Linked DNA regions of Mus musculus: regions 2, 3 and 4 are each linked to region 1. A link is a contact called in public HiChIP or PLAC-seq and promoter capture Hi-C data. All regions are on one chromosome and are shown on one strand. Each heading gives the region's core, a stretch centred on a gene start, on an enhancer-like site or on the middle of the called end of the contact. The rest is flanking DNA. Distances are from core to core; before and after follow the strand shown.

What was found. Promoter capture Hi-C pulls out the DNA fragments that hold promoters and counts their contacts. HiChIP or PLAC-seq counts read pairs in DNA pulled down with a chosen protein or histone mark.
Region 2: a contact with region 1 is called in an H3K4me3 HiChIP or PLAC-seq map of pro-B cells, with 8 times the contacts expected there. The contact joins the promoter of Il17ra here to the promoter of Bid in region 1. A contact is called at or near these places in 2 of 39 promoter capture datasets (liver and pre-B cells) and 5 of 115 datasets of contacts at active chromatin or transcription factors (bone marrow-derived macrophages, large pre-B cells, microglia and 2 more).
Region 3: a promoter capture Hi-C map of pre-B cells shows a contact between it and region 1. The contact joins the promoter of Tmem121b here to the promoter of Bid in region 1. A contact is called at or near these places in 4 of 39 promoter capture datasets (the C10 cell line, liver, neural stem cells and 1 more) and 2 of 115 datasets of contacts at active chromatin or transcription factors (large pre-B cells and memory CD8 T cells).
Region 4: a contact with region 1 is called in a promoter capture Hi-C map of embryonic stem cells, with 2.7 times the contacts expected there. The contact joins the enhancer-like site here to the promoter of Bid in region 1. A contact is called at or near these places in 5 of 39 promoter capture datasets (cranial neural crest, embryonic stem cells, liver and 2 more) and 2 of 115 datasets of contacts at active chromatin or transcription factors (fetal liver and large pre-B cells).

The regions. Positions count from the first base shown.
Region 1 is chr6:120,914,924-120,918,383 of GRCm38.p6, reverse strand. It overlaps Bid (BH3 interacting domain death agonist), which reads left to right and starts at 1,560. Exons shown (of 6, transcript NM_007544.4): 1 at 1,560-1,650.
Region 2 is chr6:120,461,596-120,465,055 of GRCm38.p6, reverse strand. Il17ra (interleukin 17 receptor A) reads right to left here and starts at 1,859. Exons shown (of 13, transcript NM_008359.2): 1 at 1,590-1,859. The coding sequence starts at 1,727.
Region 3 is chr6:120,492,297-120,495,756 of GRCm38.p6, reverse strand. Tmem121b (transmembrane protein 121B) reads left to right here and starts at 1,811. Exons shown (of 1, transcript NM_033567.2): 1 at 1,811-3,460. The coding sequence starts at 2,003.
Region 4 is chr6:120,509,704-120,513,163 of GRCm38.p6, reverse strand. Hdhd5 (haloacid dehalogenase like hydrolase domain containing 5) reads left to right here. Exons shown (of 8, transcript NM_144815.2): 7 at 2,345-2,533; 8 at 2,702-3,460. The coding sequence ends at 3,029. Among named protein-coding and RNA genes, the nearest start is that of Gm38888, 11 kb to the right of the region's middle. Within about 2 kb of position 1,808, at least 34 of the 459 cell types and tissues checked have an H3K27ac peak or open chromatin away from gene starts, as enhancers often do. A contact at or near this core is called in embryonic stem cells, where this site is marked.

The DNA of each region.
Region 1 (3,460 bases), core at 311-2,810:
TTCAGCTTGCATGTTTTAAATTTAAAAACTCTGTGTGTGTGTGTGTGTGTGTGTGTGTGTGTTGCCTGCATATATGTGCACCACATGTGTGCCTGGTCCTCATAGAGGCCAGAAGGGGGGTCAGTCCCTTGGAATTAGAATAACAGATGATTGTCAGCCACCATATGGGTGCTAAGTACTGAACCCAGATGGATGCTCTGTAAGAGTGAGAAGTGCTTTTAACCAGTGAGCCATCTCTCCAACCCTGCCCCCGCTGTTCATCACCAAGCTCTTCCACTATGTGATTTCAAGTGTAACTTTTTTTTTGGCGGGGGGTGGGGGGGTGGGGGAGTGGGGGGTGGGGTGGGGTTGGTTTTTCGACAGACAGGGTTTCTCTGTATAGCCCTGGCTGTCCTGGAACTCACTTTGTAGACCAGGCTGGCCTCGAACAGAGGCCTCCCAAGTGCCGGGATTAAAGGCGTGCGACACCACGCCCGGCTTCAAGTGTAACTTTTATTGATCGTAAAATTAGAGCCATCTTCCTTTAAGAAGAATTGGAAAATATAAAGAGGAAAAAGAAACCCTGGAGATGGCTCGGTTTGTAAAGTACTTCATATGCGTAAGAACTGGACTTTGGATCCCTAGCACCCATGTAAAAAATAGAGTGCTGTGTGTATCTACAATTCCATTGTTATTGGTGCACAGTGGAAGCTTCCTGGAGCTCACCTGGCAGTCAGCCTAGGGAAATCACGCGTGGAGCTGGGAAGCTGGTCCACTCCCCTCACCCCACACCATCTCAAAAGAAAAAAAAAAAAGGTGGAAAGGTGGAGAGTGATGAAGGAAAACACTGACCTCTGGCTTAAATACACACATACACACACAAACACACACCAACCATGTGATTTTTTTTTTTTTTTTTTTTTTTTTTTGTCTTCTCAGATCCAGTTTCTCTGCTCAGGAACAGCAATTTCCATGGTTCTATTTACTTCCTCATACTTCCAGAATTCACTTTCTTGTTTCTCTTTCACTTTTGTCACTGTCACGTGTCCTTTGGGGGTACTGGCTGGCACTTAAGTATATAGCATTGGGACTTCTCTGGACAGGGGAACTAGCTAGCAGTTTGAGATTATCTGCTAGCCTCCTGGTTCTTTCCACATTCATCCTTGCTGATTCATTCCATGACCGAGAACCCCGCAACCCCCATCCCTGCCTTCCCCACAAGAGTTTAAAAATTCTGCAAGCAGCTGCGCAGGAGAAACAATAGGGACCTCCCAGCATCTCTGATAGGGCCGATTCTGACAGGGTCACTAGTCTTGAGTGTGCCAACCCTGCTATGTAATACATCAAGACAATGCGGAGAGGTCGGGATCAAGTATGACACCCCATCCTCACGAGGGCAGGTCGCCCAGGCTTTGGGGACTCTGGGGAGCGCAGGTTCCGGGTGTACCTTCCTTCCTGTCCCCCGTAGCGAGCCGGTAGGACCCTTGGGTTTCCGCAAAGTGTGGCCAGTCGGAGGGCGGAGCATCCGGAGGGCGGGGCTATCACAGGGGCGGGGCTCCCGGGCGAGCACGAGGAAAGGTAGGTGGAGTAGAGCGCCGGGCCGAGTGTGGCTCCGCAAACCTTTGCCTTAGCCCGTTCGCCGCCCGGTACCGGCGCAGCGGCGTCTGCGTGGTGAGTATGCCCACCCTACTGGGCGCCCCCACAGTTCCCCTCTGGGAGGACGGGGTCGGCACGGAGCTCAGTTTCGTATGCTATCGATCCTTCGTGATGGCGGGGCTCTTGCGCCTTGATGGAGGCGGGGTGAGGGCGCCGGCCACAGGGTGCCACCGCGGAGCTGAGGGGAAGGCACTCACTCGAAGGCCTGGGGCGTGCGCCACTCGCGGTCCCCCTCAGCGCTCGGTCCTGGTCCGCTTCGGGCAGGCCTCCTGGTGGACCCGGGGTCCCCGCGGTCGCGCGCCACTCGGCAGGTGCGCGCAGAGCTGGAAAGGCGGGCCTGAGGTCTCGCTGCGCTCCGCTATGGCCACCCACAAAAATCAACAAGGAACGGCTACAGCCCACAAATGGGCCCTGCAAAAGCCCTGGAACCCCAACCCAGGGAACACAGACCTTGGAAGACTGCAGCGAGGGGCACCTTTCCTACACCCGTGGGCACTACTGTGTGCACAGCTCACACTCACGCCTGAACTGTGAGGAAGTGGCTGACCCCTCCGCATCTCCAGTACCCAAAATGGTTTGAAAATGTGCACAGACTGGTTGCTGATGTTTTTAAAAAGTTTGTTGAATGGTTGGCTGAATAACCCTATAGGATTCTAGAAGAAACCCACAGTCTTCAGCCACCAAGTGGCCTGGGCCCACAAGGATTCACACATTCGTTCATTCATTCTTTCGTACATTCATTTACATACTCAACAAATAAGTGTGGACCAGGGACGGATCAGGGTAGAACTTTGTGGGTGGTGAGAGGCTGGAATGAAGAGCTCTGTAAAGGACCAGGTGGTGTTGAGTATGGGACTTCTAGGCTGGGCTTGACCTTCATCTGATAAGCCACATAGTTCTGAGTCAAGAGCATCCTGAGGACCCAGGCAGGGCTCCCCTACTTTCCCAGGCTACTGCCTGGTGCCATGGCCAGGATTGCCCTTACTGGAAGACTACCTTGAAGCCGGGTCTAGGATAAGCTAGCTGTGGAATGGAGCTGGGAGAAACCACAAGAAGGATGTGGACTTTCCACATTCCAGCTCTACCCAACCAGGAGACTTTGCAGCCCTGCCCCATCCCCTGGGACTTGGTCCCAGGCACTACCCTGGCAGTCAGCTCTGAGTGTTTCCATGGGGGGGGGGGGAGCCTGATCCAGTGCTGGGGCTGAGTTCAGAGGCTTTAATACTTGAGTGGGCTGAGCTCTAAGAAGGACTCGGCTGGGTGGTGGTGGGGAAGCAGGGTGGCGATTGTGTGTGTCCTGGCCTCTACTGCCTCTCTTGCCCAGAGAGGGAATGGCAGGGAGGTTGGCTTATTACAGCTGGGTTAGCAGGCATTTCACCCACTGACGCAAGGTGCTATCTCCTGGCTACTGCGGGGTGGAGTTGGGTACAGGCTTTGGTGATGGCAAGTGAAGAGAAGCCGGCTGGATGTGGCATGCTCTATAAAGAGATTTAAGTAGCCCCAAGGTGGCCAGGTTACTGGAGCTCTGAAGGATGAGTTGAGGGTGTACCTGAAAAGTGGGCTGTTAGGGCAGTTACTGGCGAGGCTGGGGGAGGGGAAGTGATGCTCACAGCTTGAGGTTACCTGGTTCCTCTTATTTGCAAGAAAGAATAGCCTACGGGGGGGGGGGGCACAGTGCTGGGTGCCTGGCCTCCGGAAGGAAGGCCTGATGACACAGCCTTTTAGACCTTCCGAAGGGCACTGCATGCTTTTCCAGCTGCCCTTTTGCTCTCTAGTGGGAAGCTGAGGGTTGGGGACCCACATCTAGGCTGTGTTCAAGACCAAA
Region 2 (3,460 bases), core at 610-3,109, 450 kb after region 1:
TTTATGGCAGGGACTGTAGCTGAGGGTCTGGGTGAACTTCCACAGACCTCACAGCCTAAAATTTTGGCTCAGCTCCCACCCATCTCTCTCTGCTGTTCCACAGATGCCCCCATCTTCCACTTGACCCTGCTTGTTTCAGGTACCGTTCCACCAGTGAGATTTTTGAACGCTTTAAGCGAAATGTTTCTGAGGCTCCTGGTTTGGAACAGAACTGCTCAAATGTCTTTTCAGTGAGAAACAGCCCAGCTGGGGGTCATTTTCTCCTCCCTGGATTCTGCACACACCGATTGTGCAAAGCACTCTTGCAAGACGTTCCTACATCCAAGACAACTTCATCCTGGACACTGCAGTCCCAGGAATCATCTTTCTCTACTTTCAGTTTACTTGTATCGTGAGGCCCTTGGCAAAGGACTAGCCAGACACAAACAGCAATCCTCTATGTTTTGACACTTTGGCCCTGTCTGAAGATGTCACTCTGACTTTCCCAGTACGGGGAGCACTATGACATTTCCCAGCAGCCCTCAGACTTTTTTAAAAAACACAGTTTTTCCAGTAAAAATAGTCACCCTCTCCCCACCCTCTTTTGGTAAATCTACAAAATTAGATAAGAACTATCCTTTTGTTTCATATCCTCCGACTCAGCGACTGGACACAGTTCCTGGGGTCAGCTGTGGAAGTGGAGGGGAAGGGGCTGGAAAAACCAGTGGAGGAAGAGAAGGCTTGAAGGGAGACAGGGAGGAAAGTTTATGCGTGGAACAGACACTAGGTTTTGCACAGGTTCGCTGTTTTTTTGTTATGCTTTGTTTTGACAGTAAGTAAGGTTCAACCGCCAGGGGTGTGTCAGTTTCCTAAGAGCGCAGCGGGGCGTGGGGGTGGGGTGGTCCTCCCTGGCAGTAACAAACTGGCAGACTTCCACACATGTTAACTCAATTTTGGCAGGCTCGGTTCTGGGACACACGTGGTGGTGAAAAAAAGATGGGATGGACGGCATCTTTCAACCCACATCCTGTTTGATTCCCCTGGGCACTGGGCTCGCCCGCACTACCCAACCTGTGGGGACCCCCGAGGCCAGGCTGGGGCACCTGAGCATGGGAGAGCTGGAGGATTGACTGCTCAGGAAGCAAGGAGTTAGGGGCCAGTCCAGATTATTTCAGCTCCTGCCAAGGTTAGGTCCATGTCCATCCCGAGCTGCCAGCCTCTGGTGCCTCCATCTTCCAATTCCGAGGCCCAGACGGAATTGTCACCCCGCCTCGCGCTACCAGTGACTCCGCCGCCCGCGTAGTTTCCCTAGAACTCCCCCTCACCGCGACTCCACTCCCGGAGTCGCTGCCAGCGCGCCTCCACGCTGCGCCCATGCCCGGGACCGTCCTCCGAGCCCCTAGGGCGGACTTTCAGCCTCCCCGGGCCCGCCAGAGCCTGGGCCGTCCGCCCCTTCGCACTCGCGACGGCTCTCAGCACCTTTGACAGCCCTCCGCACTCCCGACGGCCCTCCCGACGCCCGCCCCTCTGACACCTCTTCACCACCCTCCGCCGTCCTCTCCACCACCCCCGACGGCCCGGGCATCCCCGCTCCGCCCGGCTTCTCTCACCTCCTGCGCGCAGACCGGAGCCGGGAAGTCGAGGAGGCGCGGGGAGGCGCGGCCCGGGGCCAGAACGTTCAGCAGCAGAAGCAGCCATCCCAGCGCGGGCCCGGGGACGACCCGTGGCCAGCAGCGCCGAATCGCCATAGCCCTCGGCCCGGTCGCGGAGCGCTCGCAGCTGGCTCCGCGCGACAGCGAGGGCCCGCGATGGCTTTCCCGGCCGAGGACTGGCGCTCGTCGGCTTCACACGGCCTCCTCTGTCCCGCTTCCGGCTCCCCCGAGGGCGGGCCGCTCGGGGCGGGGCTTGGGTGGGGGCTGTCCTTCCTCTGGCCCCGCCTCCGCCTTGGCCCAGGTGTGCTCCTGGCCTCTTTGGCTCTCCTTGGATGTTGCTCAGCTAAGTAAGATAGGAGCCCAGGAACCCGTTTTAAGGAGCCGAGCCCCGCTGTCAACTTGCTGTGGAGCTATGACTGTCCTCGCCATCGTACCCTCCCGGTTTACACTGATCTGTTTCATCATTTTAGTCTAATTTCCGACTCGGGACTCCAAGGAGTTTGTTTGCTCAATCTCCCTTTCAGTTTTTATGGAGAAACAAGCCCATCGCATCGTCGTAATGCTTATTTCTCGTTTTTGTTTTTTTTGTTTTTTCTACAAAGTTCTAGTTTTTGATGGCCAGATCATGTAGCTTAAGTCTCATATAGCAAGTCCATGAAACTATATTTTTTCCCTTTCAGCGTTGAATCATACATTTGCACACTCAAAAACAAAACAAAACAAAACAAAACAAAAACCCAACAAAACAAAACAAAACCCTGGACAGTGAATTAGTCACCTCATGGCTGGACTAAAGCAAACACGGCATTCTGTAACAGAGATGTGTGTGTGTGGGGGGGGGGGGGTAGCATTGCTAAGTATGAAGGGTTAAAAGTGGATCAGAGGAGGGAAACGGAGACAGCCTGTGTAGACAGCCAGCTCTTTCAAGGAGCCTCACTGTGGCCTCGCCGAGTGCAGTTTGGCTGGGTAAGGTACACAGCATAGGAAGGTTTGAGGCCAGGCTGAGGGCAGAGGCGTGGAAGGATGGGGGACTGAGCAGTACAACGGACAGAGTCTCTGACAAGGCCTGGGGATGCCCTCTAGAACCCCCTGGAGAGAAAAAAAAAATTCAAAGAAGCCACTAGGAATTCAAATTTCTCCAAGACTAACACTTCTTGTAATGAAAATATGTGCTCATGGTTGCACCGCTGCTAAAAACTGCATTCTGGGTATCAACCGCAACATCTAAGAATGTGAGGCCACGATCTGACCACCTGGAGTAAGGCACAGGACCCCTTAACGTTGGGAATAAAACCAAGCGCGACTCTCACTGGATGCGCTTATGCGCTCAGTAAGACACGGCTGTACACCGTTTTGCAGAAGGAAACTTTTGTCTTACTGAAACCCTTTGGCTATTTTCTCAGACCCAACAAGGGGCTCTCTCTTTATTACCAAGGTTCTTGGGAGCTGATTCCCATCTCGGGAGGTGTAGTCGCCAGCGGCCACGGAGAACTGGGTTCCCGAAAGGAAAGCTGGGGTTGGATAGGAATGATGACTAGAGAAGAATGAGACCAAGACAAAGATTCTGATCAAGGCCCAATGTTTAATCCTTGAAATTTAAAGGGGGGGCCCCATCCCCCACTATGCCAGGATCTCGTGGGAAGCTGCAGAAGTGGCAGGACAATAGACTTTACCTAGGTCAGAAGACTCCACCCTAGGTGGGCTAGCCTACTGCAGCAAAACAAGGTCTAATTCAGCCCGCCCAAGGCTGTGGAGGGAGGGCACAGGGAGGTACACCCTGTTGTCTTGTGGGCTTGGATGAGGACCCACACTCTAATTTCTAGACTGAC
Region 3 (3,460 bases), core at 562-3,061, 420 kb after region 1:
TGGCTCAGTGGGTAAGAGCACCCGACTGCTCTTCTGAAGGTCAGGAGTTCAAGTCCCAGCAACCACATGGTGGCTCACAACCATCCAACCATCCGTAAGGAGATCTGACTCCCTCTTCTGGAGTGTCTGAGAACAGCTACAGTGTACTTACATATAATAAATAAATAAATAAATCTTAAAAAGAAAAAAGAAGTGTATTTTTTAAAAAAAAGTGAAAACCAACTAACCCAACAACAACAAAACACGCAGATAAGGCTAAGGCTTTGGGCAGCAGCATGGTGATCCCACCGTGGCAGGCAACTGTGGCAGCAGCTTTGAGGCAGTGAAATCAAGGCAGGGGACAGAGAGTCTGCAGGAGGAGGAGGAAGACGAGGGCAAGCTCCTAACTTGTTCCTATGGACTGGGAGTGAATTACACAGAAGCCCCAGAACCTTCTCGAGCCCCAAATGCTATTGTAGTTTTCTTCTCCTCTACCTCTAAAAGCAGGACTTTACCTCCTGCCCTTCAGGACTCCTACCAGTGGGGTTGGAAGGGGGAGGGCAGCCCCTAGGCAGACTCAGCCCATGGACCGGAATGGGCAAGGCTGGCCTTGAACCTTCAAAGCTCCTGTTTCAGGTTCCTGAGTACCTGGGGTTACAGAGGAGCTGGCTTGTGACACCAGGCTCTGCTGGAGTTTATTCTTTTGCATGCTTCCATACCTCTAAAGATCCCCCCACCCCCTTTCTTGGTCAGACATATTTTCCTGTTATTTCATCTCCTGCTTTAGCTTTTTTTTTTTTTTTTTGATGACAGGGTCTCACATAACCCAAAGCTGGCCTCAAACTTGCTATGTAGTCAATGGTGACTTTGGATTTCTGAGCCTTCTGCTCGACCTCCTCAGACCTGGAATCAGATGTGGGGTGATGGGGAGGAACCCCTCCGCGCTGCATGCAAGCTAGGTACAAACCTTTCAGAATACCAAAGATGAGCCTGGCTAAGCAAGCAACTGCCCCACCCCAGGTCTCCAGAGTGGCTTCCTGCCCTGGCCCTGGCCTCCCCTACCCCAGGACTAGACAGTGGTATTTGCACCCCACCCTCTTCCTAAGCCCTCTTCTCAGCAATTATATTCAGGGAGCCTTTTCATTAACTGGAAACTGAAGATCTCCGAGGGGAGGACAGCTTTGGATGTGTGAAAATGCAGTACTTGGTTGGGAGTGCTCCTTCTGAATAATAGAATTGGGGGTGGTGTTTGTTTGGTTTGGTTTCTGGTGGTGGGTTGGAACCCAGGACTGGATGCATACAAGGCGGGTCATTCTACCAATTGAGATACACCATCCCCGAGCTCTTTCTGGTTCTTTTTTTATTTAACTTTTTAATCACTTCCATTGAGTTCTCAGGGCCTTTACGGAAGGAGATGGCAGAATGGTCGTTGGCGCACAGAGGAGAAGTTGGCTTGCGCTTCCTCCTGATAGGCAAGAAAGGACAGTGGTGCTTGGAAGCACGAAGTTGTGGTCTACACTGAGACCAAGGCCACCCAGCAGTTCAGGTTCAGCCCTTAGGGCTGTGGAGCTAGAGACTTCATGTTCCTATCCCGCCTGGCCTGATACGCTTTCAACTCTACTCCGGCACCTCAGTTCTCCCTCCTTTCCTTCCTGCTGATCCAGCCAGCCAGGCTTTCTCCTCCTCTATTCTCGCCTCCTCTCTCCCTCGAATCCAGTCCTGGTTTCCCCGCTGCCAGCTCCTTCTGCTGCCTGCTGGGCTCGCTCCCCTCCTCCGCCCCCGCCTCTCCGGTCCCGGCGGTCTGCTCGGCTCCCCCGCGCTCCCCCAGCTCAGCCACCCGCGGCTTCACTCGCCCAGTCCGGCCGCTCCAGTCCGGATCTCTCTGCCTCCCGACCCGGGTGCGAGTTCCAGCAGCTGGCGAGGAGGCGGCAGCGGCTGGCCCGGGTTCCCCTCTGCCGCCTCGTCAGCCCGAGGTTGACGGGGAGAGAGCGGCCGGGCAGCCCCTGGAGCCCCTCCGAGGACAATGCACCCGGCGCTGGGCCACCCTCGCGCGCTCTCGTCCGCGCCCGCCTCCTTTCCGCCGCCCCCCGCCGCAGCCCGGCTACAGCCCCTCTTCCTCCGGGGGGGCTCCTCCCGCGGCCGGAGAGGCTCGGGCGACAGCAGCACCAGCACCAGCACCAGCCGCGGGGGGTGCGGCGGCAGACGCGGCGGAGGCGGCGGCTCCCCGAGCAGCAGCACAGGCGCGGAGCGAGAGGACGACGACGAGAGCATTAGCATCAGCAAGCCACTGGTGCCCGCCGCCGCCGCGCTCCCCGGGCCCCCAGCTCAGGGGGGCGTCCCAGTCTCCGCCACCGCGCCCGCCGCCGCCTCCTCCACTTCCACGCCCACCTCTTCCTGCAGCATGACCGCCGCGGACTTCGGCGCGGGCGCCGCGGCCGGCACCGTCGGGGGCCCCGGGAGCCGCTCGGCGGTGGGCGCAGGCGGCACCGGGACCGGCGGCGCCGCCTCCTGCTGCTCGTGCTGCTGTTGCTGCTGCGGCCGCCCCACTCGCTCCGGCCGTAGGGGTCGGCGCCGGGGCTGCTCGCCAAGCCCCGGCTGCCGCTGGGGCTACCAGGCGCTGTCTGTGGTGCTGCTGCTGGCGCAGGGCGGTCTGCTGGACCTGTACCTCATTGCAGTCACTGACCTGTACTGGTGCTCTTGGATCGCCACCGACCTCGTGGTGGTGGTGGGCTGGGCCATCTTCTTCGCCAAGAACAGCCGGGGCCGTCGGGGCGGCCCAGCGAACAGCATGCACAACCACCACCAGCTCCACCACCACTCGGCTCCGCCTCTGCACCTATCCGCAGCGGCGTCGGCGGGGGCCGGGGCCAAGGCTCGCGGGGGCCGAGGAGGTTCTGGAGGCTCCGGAGCCGGGCCGGGGACGACTGGGGCAGCGGGCGAGTTCGCTTTTGCGTACCTGGCCTGGCTCATCTACTCCATCGCTTTCACCCCTAAGGTGGTGCTCATCCTGGGCACATCCATCCTGGACCTCATCGAGCTGCGCGCGCCCTTTGGCACCACGGGCTTTCGCCTTACCATGGCGCTGTCCGTGCCGCTGCTCTACAGCCTAGTGCGTGCCATTAGCGAGGCGGGCGCGCCCCCGGGCTCGGCGGGTCCCCTGCTCCTGCAGCCACAGCAGCATCGCGCCGCGGGCTGCTTCCTGGGCACGTGTCTGGACCTGCTGGACAGCTTTACACTGGTGGAGCTGATGCTGGACGGCCGCGTGCCGCTTCCGGCGCACCTGCGCTACCTGCTCATCGCCGTCTACTTCCTCACTCTTGCCTCCCCAGTGCTCTGGCTGTACGAGCTGAACACTGCCACAGCAGCTCCGTCCTGGGGTCAGACCTCCGGGCCCGGAAGCTGCAGCCGCCTTTTACGTTTGCTGGGCGGCTGCCTGGTGGACGTGCCCTTGCTGGCGCTGCGCAGCCTCCTGGTCGTGAGC
Region 4 (3,460 bases), core at 559-3,058, 410 kb after region 1:
ATCGTTTTGAGACAGAGTCTCACTCGTTAGCTTTGATTTGTCTGTGACTCACAGTGGAGTACAGGCTAGCCTTAAATCATAATTTCCTCCACCAGCCTCCTGAGTGCTGGGATTGCAGGCGTGTGTCACCATGTCTGCCTCTGTTTACTCCGTGATCCCGAAGTTAGCTGGTTGTTGTGGTACACAAGAGAAGACAGAGGCAGGAGAACCACATGTGTGACACTATGTGGACTTCATGTGTAGTTCTAGGCCAGCCTGGGATACAGCAAAATCCTGCTTCACAAAATAAAAACAAAGAAACAAAAAGGAAATGAAATTCTTTTGTTGTTGTTGTAATGCTGTGTTGTTTGAGATGGGGTCTCCCTGTTTAGCCCACCTGATTGGTGTTGACTTTGGCCAATGAGGAAATCTGATTCTCTGGAGACCTGGGATCCTCATGAGGACTTGAAAGAACAGGGCGGACTGTAGTCTAATGCCGTGGACAGCCTTACTTCAGCTTCAGTGCACTCACTTTTATACACAACTGTGACAAAGAAAGCAGTGACCCAGGGAAGGTCGTGTGGTTCAGATGAACATGGAAATGAACACCAGTGAGTGCATACTAAATATTAACCTAACAGCACAGCCCTTTCTCAGAGCTTCCTCAGGACAGACCAACTTAAACACAATTGCCTGGTGCGTACTATAGATGATATCTGGGAAAGCATGAAAGCGAGGCAGGAGGCCATGTCCAGATGCAGGGCACACTGACCAGAGTGGGTTCTATAGCTGTGTTCTGACATCCAACAAGAATAAGCATGCCGCCAGGCGTGGTGGCACATGCCTTTAATCCCAGCACTCGGGAGGCAGAGGCAGGAGAATTTCTGAGTTCGAGGCCAGCCTGGTCTACAAAGTGAGTTCCAGGACAGCCAGGGCTACACAGAGAAACCCTGTCTCGAAAAAAACTTTAAAAAAAAAAAAAAAAAAGAATAAGCATGCCTTATAAGTTGAATGCAAATGTTTGCATCGGAGGCACAAAACTCACATCCAGCAACAAAACGTACCTCTTTTTTTCCTGTCGCCTCTCTCACAGTTCCCCAAGATATTGTTCACCATGGTCAGTCTTTTGACTGAGTTCTGACAGTTGGCCTAGAATCCCCTATATAAGACGGCTGAACTTGAACTTGAAGAGACCTGTTTGCTTCTTGACCTCCCAAGTGCTGAGTTCAAAGGTGTGCATCACCACCCCCAGCCAGGAAATGAAATTTGTATGTAAACGGGGGACATTGAATATTACATGCCAAGCGCAGTGTCTGTTAGGATTGGGTCAGCGCTGAGGACAGAACACAGACACACTTTACACAAGGTGGCATACTGGCTTTCTTATTAAAGAAGGTAGCAATCAGGCTACGGGCAGTCTTTATTCAGGACACTTACTCCTTTCTGCAGCACACTCCTTAGGCTATGCCTGTATAATTCTAAATGGCTGCCTGAGTGTTAGCCATCACATTAGCATTTCAGAGGGCAGGAAGCAGTCGAGTGGGCTGTTAGCTTGCAACACTGACCAAATACTTGAATAAACAACCTAAAAGGAGGAAGGTTAATTTCTGCTCTATTGATTTGGTGCTTGTGGTGACCCTAATATTGTGATAGGAAGCAAGTTGTGGAGCAAAACTGTTCCCTTTTGATAGCTAGGAGGCAGTGAGGTAGACAGGAGGGAGCCTCCAGGGATGTGTTTCCAGTTTCAGCTGGCTGAAGACTCTAGCGCCAGCCAAGGGATCCTCAGCTGGGACCACGCCTTGAGCTGTGGGGCTGTGTAAGGTCAGGAAGAGCGTGCCTCCTTGTGACCTCTTGTCACAGCCAGGCCAGCACCTCTGCTTCTGCGACTGTTCAGTGGGGCTCACGCGTGTACTAGGTGGCCACACCTAGCTGCAGGGGAGGCAGTGAGCACACTCTGGCAGCCAACAGTTGTGGAGCACCAGTGTTAGGGTTTGGGGGCCAGGTACGATGGCATCGTGGGTAAATGCCTGCTATCAAGCTGACCACCTGAGTTTGAGCCTTGGGACCCATATAAAGTTGGAATGAGAGACTGACTCCAGAAAGTTGTCCTCTGACCACCATATGCTCACTGTGGCACATGTGGGTACATAAAATTAATTTTTTAAAACCCAAAATACAATGTTTTGGGAGTGAGCCTTTCAGGGTTTTCACCCTAGTTTTGCTACCCTGGGGAAACTGCCTGCTCTTGCCTCAGTTTCTTCATGTGAATGACTCTAGGGGAGGGATACAGGTCGGTTGCTTGGAGACAGCTTAGAGAGTGGCAGATGGCCTCAAGGCTAAGTTGCTGAGATCTCTTCTTGGGCAGGTTTGGTCATGGCACCTTTCTGCTTTGCCTGGAAACCATCTACCGGAAAATAACAGGCAATGAGCTGAAATACGAGGGTCTGATGGGCAAACCCAGCATCCTTACTTACCAGTATGCAGAGGACGTGATCAGGCAGCAGGCTGAGAGGCGGGGCTGGGCCGCCCCCATCAGGAAGCTGTATGCTATAGGGTAAGTCCATTGCCTCTCCATTATCATAGCTGCTTTTCTTTCCCTCTGCCCACACCACCCAGGCTTCCCCGAAGCTGAGTCACACCACCTCCAGGCTGTTCTGATAGCTTCGAAACACTAAACTAAGGTTTTTTTCTTCTTTGCCCTCTGGTATTGCTGCCCTGCCAGTGATAACCCTATGTCTGATGTCTACGGTGCCAACCTATTCCATCAGTACCTGCAAATGGCCAATCGTGGAGAGGAGGAACAGCAGACTGGTGGGCAACAGAAGCAGCGGCCTTCAGCAACCCAGAGTTGTGCTTCCATCCTGGTATGCACTGGCATATACAGTTCTCAGGACCCAGGCTCCCAAGTGCCTCCTCCTGGAAGGAGAGAGCTTCCATTCCACGGACACCGAGACTTCAGCTTCAGTCCAGGGCTCCTAGAAGCCTCCCACATTGTTCATGATGTAAACGAAGCTGTGCAGCTGGTTTTCCACCAGGAGGGTTGGGCTTGAGGGGACGGAGATGTAGCAGAGGCAGAGGGGGCTGTTGGAGCATGCGCTCAGGGAATCCTGTGTGCCCGGCTGTGGTCTGGGTCACAGGCATCAAGTCCAAGCCTGGCTTCTTGCCATTACTTCCTGGGACAGAGAAGACTGTAGCTTCAGTAGCTACAGAAAGCCCTTGGGGCAGCATCTCAGGAGAAGGGATGGATTTCTGGGCCCTTCCTGTGCGTCTCTTGCAGTCTGACCTCATGCTGGTCCCTTTACCTCTGTGCCTCAGTGTCAGGTCCTCTCAGTGAGGACCTTCTTTTTCCAGACAGCGTCTCACTATTGTAGTTCCCGCTGTCCTGGAACTCACTATGTAGCCCAGGTTGTCCTGAAACTCAGATCTGCCTGCCTCTGCCTCCCCAGTGCTGGCATCAAAGGTGGGTGCCATCACACCTGCC